Regions from separate parts of the Mus musculus genome. Here region 2 is linked to region 1. A link is a contact called in public Hi-C data. All regions are on one chromosome and are shown on one strand. Each heading gives the region's core, a stretch centred on a gene start, on an enhancer-like site or on the middle of the called end of the contact. The rest is flanking DNA. Distances are from core to core; before and after follow the strand shown. Region 1 overlaps Lpp (LIM domain containing preferred translocation partner in lipoma). Region 2 overlaps Lpp (LIM domain containing preferred translocation partner in lipoma).

Region 1 (4,941 bases), core at 2,077-4,576:
TATAATCAGGAGGGAGAATTATAGCAAATTATTACACTCATTTGATAAGTACATAAAGAGCTACATTCAAAGCTTTGTATTGAGCCTCCTTGGTAATTGTTCATTTCTGCTAACTGTCCTGTACAAGGGCAGCTGTAGAAGAGCTAGAAAAGAAGGGTATGTGTTACACAGGTTCTGCCCTGCTGCAGACTCAGTCCCATCCCGTGCTCCACGGGATGAAGCTCATGTTGGCACCAGATGTCAAAAGTGATGACTTTTCTTTCTTTTTTGCATTTCCAAGGAAAATGTTCATGTCTAGTCTCAGAAAATAAAAGTGCAATAAATTTGTTTTACTATCTTGTTTGCATGCACATGTGTGTATATTTTAGGCATGATTGTGACAAAGCTTTATTCTCTATATGTATACAGCACTCCAAAACACCATTGTTTTGCAAAGGTAGGAGTGTATGTATAACTTCACAGGATAAGAACATCTCCAAATCCCCCAAATTGTTTACTCACTTGACCAACAAGCTGTCAATAATATTGGGGGTTATTTATTTTTGATTTTCTTTAAACAGAATAAATACATGTATAAATATTGACACTTCAAAGATTGAGGAGTTACATTTGTGTTTGCTATGATTTTTTTTTCTCCACCAAGCCCAACAAAAACAAAAAAGTTGAACTAATTGCTATTAAGAGAAGCTTCCCAACATAGGTTTTAAGCCAGATAGCCCTTACAAGCTGTTGTTAAGATGTCACATGCCCATGGAGGAATACTGTCCCTCACTGGTCAGCAGTGTTCAACAAATGTCTTTATCTCTAGATGATTCATGGAAAAAGGCATGAAAGTATGGAGTATAAGACTGTATTGCCTACCCAGCCAGTTGTGGGAGTGAGCCTTGGCATCCTTGAGGCAGCAGAGAACAGTACCCCTCACATGCTTATACTTCAGCAATTATAAGCTCTTTCTCTCTTGAGTTTCTTCCCATTTCCAACTGATTGCTAAGAGTAAGGTGCCAAAAATCATTTACAAGTCACTGTCATCAAGACCATCAAAATGGATCATGAAGGTCAGCCTGGAAGATAGTCCTGGTGACAGAGTTCTTGTAATTGTTCCTGCTGGCCTTAGTGACAGTGTTATAGAGAACCATAGAATTACTGTGACTCTTGATAAAAACTTAACTCAAAAGACTAATCTCTAAATGCAAAGAATTCTTTAGACCACCAAGAAAGCCACATGTTGCTTTGTTTTTGCATTTATTCATCACAAGAAAGTGACATGCAATTTACTAAAACCAACATGAGTTGGTTTCATGTATATTTCAAACCATGTCTTTCAACAAGAATATAATAAAAATTTAATGAAGAAACAGTCATGATTTAAATGGTACTGATTTTGCTTCTAGAACTGTAATAGCTAAGAGTACATTTTATAGTAAGCAGTGCCTTTCATTATCACTCAAATGATAAGTTATTTAGTAGAGATTAATATTGGTAGGTACATTAACAAGGAAGGGGTTTTTGGGCCTTCGACTCAAAGTGAGTAGTTCTACAAAAAAAAGTTTGGGAGTTATCAGAAGTCTGAAGAACTTGAATTGTAGCAATATCAATATGATTTGCCTCAAATATATTTTATATATATTCTACTATCTTGAGCTGAAATTCTTGTCAGACAAATGTTTATTTCCTTTTTTTGTTGTTGTTTTTTTTTGTTTTGTTTTGTTTTGTTTTTTTGGTTGTTTTTTTCGAGACAGGGTTTCTCTGTGTATCCCTGGTTGTCCTGGAACTTACTTTGTAGACCAGGCAGGCCTCGAACTCAGAAATCTGCCTGCCTCTGCCTCCTGAGTGCTGGGACAAATGTTTATTTCTTTACCAATTTTTTTACTGGATTATGAAATTTAACAACAGGCAGAAGTCATGCTGTAAACTAAAGTAGGGAGCCTGAGTCAGAGCCCAAGTGACTCTAGTCATAAAAGCTCTCTACATCTGCCTACAGCAGACTGCATCCTTTTCTGTCATAGCTTGCTCATCAGACATTGAGAAAGGACCTTGCCACATTGTCTCAGTAGCCACCATTTCAAAGAGTTGATCTCTGTCTCAAGCAAAAGTACACTATTTGGAATTTGCAGTGGTTTGGGCTACTTATGTATAGTAATTTCCTCTTTGGTTCACAGCTCATTGGTTGCAAATATCTATGTGGCTCTGCCTACCCATAAAGATGTCAGGAACCTAGAATTATTTAGAATGAAGCATCCATAGTTTCTACCTTGTTAATGTTAACAATAGGTAGCAGCCTAGGACATTTCCTCTACGTGTGTACTATCATAATGTCCGAACATGGCTCACAGAATCAACTAAGTAGCATTCATAGGGCTCCCAGAGAAGAGAGGCCCCTTGGTCTTGCAAATTTTATATGCCCCAGTACAGGGGAATGCTAGTGGCAAGAAGTGGGAGTGGGTGGGTAGGGGAGCAGGGCGGGGGCAGGGGGAGTGTATAGGGGACTTTCGGGATAGCACTTGAAATGTAAATGAAGAAAATATCTAATACAAATTTAAAAAAAAAGAGGGGTGGCTCCCCGAGAGGGAAGCAGCAATCACGAAGCCTGTGCTGGTCTGTGCCAGATCCTCTTCATATATGCTATGGAGAGGATGTCTGACTCTTTAGAGTGTTCTTAGGTCCCTTCCCCCTTACTGAGTTGCCTCACCCAGCCTTGATGCAAGGATTTGTGTCTATTTTTATTTTATTTGTTATGTGCTGTTCAGCTGATATTATCCTTGGGCAGCCTGCTCTTTGCTGAAGGGAAACAGAGAAGGTTGGATCTGGGGGAGTAGGACATGGCTAGGAGGTGTGGAGGGAGTGTGAGTGCAGTCAGGATATATTGAAAACAAAAACAGAAAAAGAAAAGATATTTTAAAAATATCTTTTTCCATCATTTTAAAAATGAAATAAGAAATCAAGAATGGATGCATAGTGCCCTTCAAGCATCATAATGCACTACACTAGGCACGAAGAGAAACCAGGGTCCAACTACCATGCCCGGGAGTTGTACATTTATGCAAAGTTTTATGCTTCACTATAGACTATGGTTTTTCAAAAACGACTTTAGTAACTATTTGCAAATGCTTTGAACCCCCTTCCTACCCACTGCTTAAAGGTTGGGGAGGAAAGCTGGTCTATAGGACAATGGAGGTGTGGACCCATTTAGAAGTAATTCTTTGGGTGCTTCCCATCTTCATTGTTAGGATACCAGCAGTCCAGTTTAGTAGTGGCAGGATACCAGCAGTCCAGTTCAAAAAGTGTCACCAAATGCAATTCAGCCGTGGTGGCATGTTCCAGCATTAACAGCCAAGCCTCCACTAAGTCAGCATGAGTCAGCAGGAGGGACCAGGAGAAGTTCTCTGCCATGCCTCTCTCAATAAAGTGAAGATCAGCGAAGATACAAGACCAATGAAGCTTTGCACAGTAAGCAATGCAAGTGTCCCATCACTGTCTGTTGGGTCCTACTTATACTCTCTTCAAACATCACATGTCTTCCCATGAGTCTACATCATATGACACAACCAGAAATTTCCTCTTAAATTCACTTTACAATGGACCAGATTTTGTCTCAATTTTGGTTTGTTTGTTCATATTTCAAGGCTGGTAGTCGATCTAGAGCCTTAGAAATGTTAGGCATGCTACTGAGCTGTGTCTAAATATACAGAGGTTCTTTTTAATTCTTTTTCTGGCCTTCATTTTTAACCATAAAAAGAAACAAATACAGTTGAAGGTTTTCTGGAAAATATAACAATGAGCTATGTGATTCTCACAGTCTTCTAAGAAAGTCTATTTGTCTTGATCCTAGAACAAACACTTAGGAGGTTGAAATGTGTGACTCTTCACTTGATCTGAGCCAGAGGCCGAGAAGCACTAACCTTGCTTTATTCTTTGTCTCATCCTCTGATCTTACTTTATTTAGGACAGTGGTCAGTGGTAAAGAACTCTCATAATAGGTGAAGCTACCCAGATTTCCATTTCAATGTTCAATTTGAAGGAATTTCTAACACAAGTAAATGTAGAAAGATTATAATGTTTGCAATGACAGCTGAGGTGGCCTCTGTAACCCTTACTTTACGGAATGTATAGGGTCATCTGACCTCTTGTCAAGCAGAGTTGTGGATAGTGACACATTCCTTGACTCTGCAAGACAGGACTAACAGAGCAGCAGCCAGTGATCACCTGGTCACAATTCTGAGGAAGTGTTGAGAGAAATGGGGAGGGCAGTATTAAAGAAGATCTCTTGGCTGAGATAGAAATGTCCAATGTTTCAGAGAAGCCTTTGCCCTGAGATGAAAAACTGAGAGGATCTGGTCCCTTCCAACTCTTCTGTTGGAAAAGGGAAAGCCTTATGTTCTTAATGTGCTTGAAACCACCGTGCTCCCATCTAAAAATTTAGTATTTTCTTCTAGTGAGTCAGGTACTAAACAGATGCCCAGGGTCTACAATAGGTCCTCAGTGGGCAAAGAAGTCTCTCCAGCCCCTGATGCCCAGAAAGCTTCATCTCAGCTGTATCAAAAGTAAGTCTGCAAGCTTCGTTAGGCCCATGTAGCAGCTTCCAAAGGTCCCTAGGCCACATTACATCCCAAGCTGGAATAAAAGGCCTATGTAGTAGCTGCCTGCCTTCCTCACGAATCTCTTGCAGCCTTTAATTAACCAGTGTTCCTCAAGTGCTTTGGGCTCCCTGTTTGGGTAGATGTGACTGAAATGCAAAGTACCTTTCCTGCCTTATTTATTGCTCCAGCGAGCACGCTATATGCTGGCAGCATTTATCTTCATTTTAATTTTATCTCCCACAAATATAGGCATTAATTTAAATCACATACAGAACATAACAGTTTTTATAGAGGCAAACTTATTCCAGCGTGCTGCATTTTAATATCGCACTTTACCATCTTTTCTCACTTGATGCAAGAATAG
Region 2 (4,583 bases), core at 2,039-4,538, 160 kb after region 1:
CTGATGAACAGGCAGTGCAGCTGTGGGGCTGGAATAGATACTTTATCCAAGGATGTTTAGGCATGAAGTTAGTTAGATATTTTCTGCAACTTACTTTCCTCTTCTTTAGAGTAAGAATAATGGTAGTATGCCCATGTAAGGGTACCATGAATTAGAAAGGAGTTAATACAAGAGCCTCAAAAAATGTTGGCAATTCATGAAGCTAGGTCTATGACCTGCAAAAGGCTGCAGGTCCTTGTTGATATTCCTAGTTGCCTATGGTTATCTAGTAGGATCTTGTTTCTGCCTAGTAGACATGAACTATAAGGAGTCAAGGTGACTATGGCCCTTACGATCCCAGGGTATTGGGTTACAGAAGCTGCCACTCAGAGTAATACACACCCTGTCCCATTATTTACTTTCTTTCCTTCTGGTCCTGTAGTTTGAACACATGATCCTAGTATATATTAAGCAAATGCTCTATCACTGAGCTATACCTAATCCTAAAATTTTATGCTAGATTATAGTCTGTTACTGTTTAAATGTTAATATGTTCTTTAAAATCTAATCTGATACACACACACACACACACACACACACACACACACACTGTAGCTTTATAGAACAGACAGTGAGAAGCAGGTTCTTAAGGAACTCCCAACCATACAGTATATGGTGCCATTAAGTGATGTAGATATGTTCAAACTAAGTGCAGACTCAGAGGCAGTGCTGACTGGACTCTAGTCTCTTATATGATGTCAAGTGTGTGGAATGAGACTTGGCTTCAAGATCACCAGAAATCAGAACTAGAACCATGGGGAACGGTCAGGGTGGAGTTGCAGTAGTGGCTCCATGGAGAACAAAATGGTCTAGCAGCCTCAGTGCTCTGGAAACAGCTGACCTTCCCATCAGTGAGGGCCAGCTACAGAAGAGTCTGAATTTAGATATGAAGTCTGAATGTAGACAAGATACACACACACTAACTGATGTACTGACTCTTCCAGGGACGGAGGCTTTCCTGAATTGTTCTGTTCAGTAGATTGTGCTTTTCAACCCCAGTATCCTGAATCCTGCTCCTACCTGTATATGATTAGAGACAGTGCCCAGGCCCCTTCATCAAGCATATGAGTTTCCCTCCATTGCCTTCTCAGGAGCCTTAGCTGTCTGCTCAGTTGACTCTGGGAGATTCCCGCTATGTGCAGGGGAGATCTTGGTGGGCTTGCTACTTAATTCAGCAAAGGCAGTAATGCTATGTCTCTTGCTACTGCAGGATAAATCAGCTGTCTCCCTCATCTTGACTTCATTGGACAGGTCTAAGAATTCCTCTGTAACAAGCAACCCCTTATCTTCTAGGCCGTTGTGCCCGCTGTGGGGAAAATGTTGTTGGAGAAGGAACAGGATGTACTGCCATGGATCAGGTCTTCCACGTGGATTGCTTCACCTGCATTGTCTGTGATGTCAAGCTCCGAGGGCAGCCTTTCTATGCCGTGGAGAAGAAGGCATACTGCGAGCCCTGCTACATTGTAAGTTGCCACATTAGGTCTTCATCTGCTCTGTCTTATTTGACCAAATACAAGTCACTCCATATAAATGTCACCATCAGTTCTTTGACGTTCAAAAGATGTGTACACATGTAAATTGACATACTGTATTTTTTTCTATATAATTACAGTTCACATGAGGTCAAAAATTGTGTTAGGAGGGGGCTGCCTTTCAACCAAAGGTCAGCCAGAAAGCTGTCTTGCCTGTGTTTTTTATCCATGTATATAGGAACAGTATGTTCTCTGTCATGTATATGAAGGATTCCTGTTCTCAGAGTCATACAGTCTTATCATGCATTTGAAATCTCAGTATTTTAGGAAAGACTTAGCAGGTGGCAGAATTTGTCAATGGCCTTCTAAACTTCTGGACTAATTATCTCTGCAGAATCATTTTACCTCCCTAATCCCCCAGGTTGTCTATGGTGTAGAGAAACTCTTTATTATAAAGTATTAAAGAGAATTGCATTCTAATTCTGACTGAGCTAGAAATGGTTTTCTGTTTTAAAGAACAAAGCTATTTTTGAATAGCAAAACTTAGTGACTAAAAATAAATAACATTTCCTTAGCATTTTATATGGCTATTTAATCTATTTAGCTACCTTCTGATAGAGTAGATTACTTAATAAGAAAACTTTATACCCAAAGTAAATTCCTTTACTGTCATTCTGGTTTTGATCTATCTGTTGAACATATCCATGGAAAAGTAGTACTTTTTACAAACCTAAAAATTAGTCACAGTTGCACCCTCTGTCAAGGCATTTCAACAGCAAAGAAACCTTGAGAATAAGGGACTCAGAAATTTGTAGATCTCCAGAGTTTAATTTTATTGGAATTTCTGCCTTGGTTGATGTCTTAGTATTACTGCTACTGTGATGAAAAACCATGATCAAAGGCAGCTTTTTTAGGAAACAGTTCATACTTCCAGGTAGCAGTCCATCACTGATGAAAATGAGGGAAAGGCCATAGAAGGATGCTGCTTGGTGGCTTGCTCTCCATGGCTCCCTCAGCCTGATTTACTATAGAACATAGGACCACCAGCCCAAGGATGAGCTGAGCTCTTCCCCATTGACCACTAATGAAGAAAATGCCTTACAGACTTGCCTACAGCCAGATCTATGATGGCGCTTTCTTCATTGACGTTCCCTCCTTTCCAGTGACTCCAGCTTGTCTCAAGTTAACATAAAATTAAGCCAGCACAGTTGGTAACAAAATTCTGAAAACTCAAGTTCATTGAAACCCAAGGATGTGTGGCACAAAGAACAGTTCTCCACGACTGACATTTCTACGTTTCATCTCTTGGTTTCCATCTTACTTTGTTTTCCTTCCAGGAACAACTTAAACACATGTGGCAGCATTATAATCCCATCAGCTAAAGCAGGTGGGAGAGAAAGGAACTGTTTTCAGGTCACTCGCCTAACTGCTCTCTTTAGAAGTGAGACTAGAGACACAGGCGTAGGGTGGCTTCTGGTTACCATCAGTCAGAGTCACATTTCTTCCTTGTCCTGCGACTTGGGCAGTGCTGCATGTCACTAGCTGTTCAGACTGTAACGATAAGCATAGCAGTGCCCTGTCTATCTGGAAGCAGCAGCATCTACAATAAGAAAAAGTCTAGTCAGCAAAACCTCACCTCTTACATCATTCTACTCTTCAAGTACCACCCTGTGAAATCATTGTTGAAAAGAGGAAGGCCTTTTATAATTCTGACCTCTTTTAAGTGGGCTGCACTTTCTAGCGACTCAGGACAGCCTTGTGCAATCGTTTATTGCTGCAAGTTTTGGCAGCCAAGTCAGCAAAGCCTCGTCCAGCCATCTAGCTCTCGTCTAGCAGGGAGCAGTAACCTTTTTATAGCTCCTGTTTGGTCCCTTTTTACTGTGCCACTGATCATTGCTACTGTAACAATGCTTCTGTGGAAGGCATCTTAAGCTGTTTATTTTTATGCTTTGTAAGCAAAGGTCTTACATAAAATACTGGGAAACTGTAGCAGCATGCAAAGAACGTGAGTTTGAATAGAATTCAGTCAAAGCTTTCTGTCGTGGGCAAGTTACTTGCTCTTTCCAAGCCCTGGTTTTTCTTTCTCATCTATATACTGGACATAATGGGATATTTTTCCATCAGCTCCCTGAGGATGAAATGAGGCAACCCTTGTAAGCACCCTTAGTCTACTGAGGAAAAGCTATTCTACAAATGTTGCATCTGTACTTAGTAGTTAGGTTTGGGGACCTGTTCACCATTCCGTATGTGTGCAGTGAGACTCAGACTCACTTAGCTCAAGGAAGCTGGTTTGCTTCTTGGATATACCTATCTTCCATTTTTTTGTTAATGTTTGCTTACCTCGGTGCACAACAAAGCTTCAGTTTCATGTTTTTAGTCATTTTCTATAGTGTGGCAGATTCTATTATCCAGACTCTATTATATGATCCTTGAGATTGCTTAAGTCGCTGGCTCCCTCTGTTCAGGTTGTGTGTCATAGCACTCTGCACTTCAAGCAACGCAGAGTATGTGGGAAATATTTAATCATACACATGGAAGAGCTGAGTGAATTCAAATAATAGAGAACCTTACTATCCTTTCTGTGTTTTCTCCCCCTCATAAGACCCTGTCATTGAGGTCCTTGACTTAATGGCCTCCTTTCATAGCTACCCAGAAAGGTTGAAATCTTCTCAGACTTCAGTTCCATTTTACCTAAAGGCCCTCTCTGTTCAGAATCGATTCCAGGATGCAGCCTGGACCTCGTGCCCTTGACCGAGGTATCGGCACTTCCAACTCCTTCTAAACTTTCACAGTTCTGATAAGCTGCATCAGAACTTCAGAGGGAAACAGAGAGTGTGAATTAGAACAAGCTGCATGGCAGGTGGACTTAGTACAGGCGGTGCTAGGATTGCTTGTCTCTCCAGGAGCTAAAGTTCTAGAGCAGAAGACCCTGCTCGTGGGATCCAGCTTCGTATCACACGGCTCGACACAGGTGTCCCAAAGACATTGTGAATAAGACAAGACAAGCAAGTCCCTGGGTGCCAGTCCATGGGACTCTTTTCTTTCTGTTCTTGTGTTTGGTTTGTTGTTACT

Evidence for each region. Hi-C and Micro-C count contacts between places; a contact is called where the count stands out from the background.
Region 2: a Hi-C map of bone marrow-derived macrophages shows a contact between it and region 1, with 2.2 times the contacts expected there. The contact joins two enhancer-like sites. A contact is called at or near these places in 2 of 484 Hi-C or Micro-C datasets (bone marrow-derived macrophages and cortical neurons) and 1 of 9 other capture datasets (pancreatic islet).

The regions. Positions count from the first base shown.
Region 1 is chr16:24,723,990-24,728,930 of GRCm38.p6, forward strand. All of the region lies in intron 7 of Lpp (LIM domain containing preferred translocation partner in lipoma), which reads left to right. Among named protein-coding and RNA genes, the nearest start is that of Mir28a, 100 kb to the right of the region's middle. Within about 2 kb of position 3,327, at least 18 of the 459 cell types and tissues checked have an H3K27ac peak or open chromatin away from gene starts, as enhancers often do. A contact at or near this core is called in bone marrow-derived macrophages, where this site is marked.
Region 2 is chr16:24,888,458-24,893,040 of GRCm38.p6, forward strand. Lpp (LIM domain containing preferred translocation partner in lipoma) reads left to right here. Exons shown (of 13, transcript NM_178665.5): 10 at 1,333-1,502. Among named protein-coding and RNA genes, the nearest start is that of Gm22672, 6.6 kb to the left of the region's middle. Within about 2 kb of position 3,289, at least 35 of the 459 cell types and tissues checked have an H3K27ac peak or open chromatin away from gene starts, as enhancers often do. A contact at or near this core is called in bone marrow-derived macrophages, where this site is marked.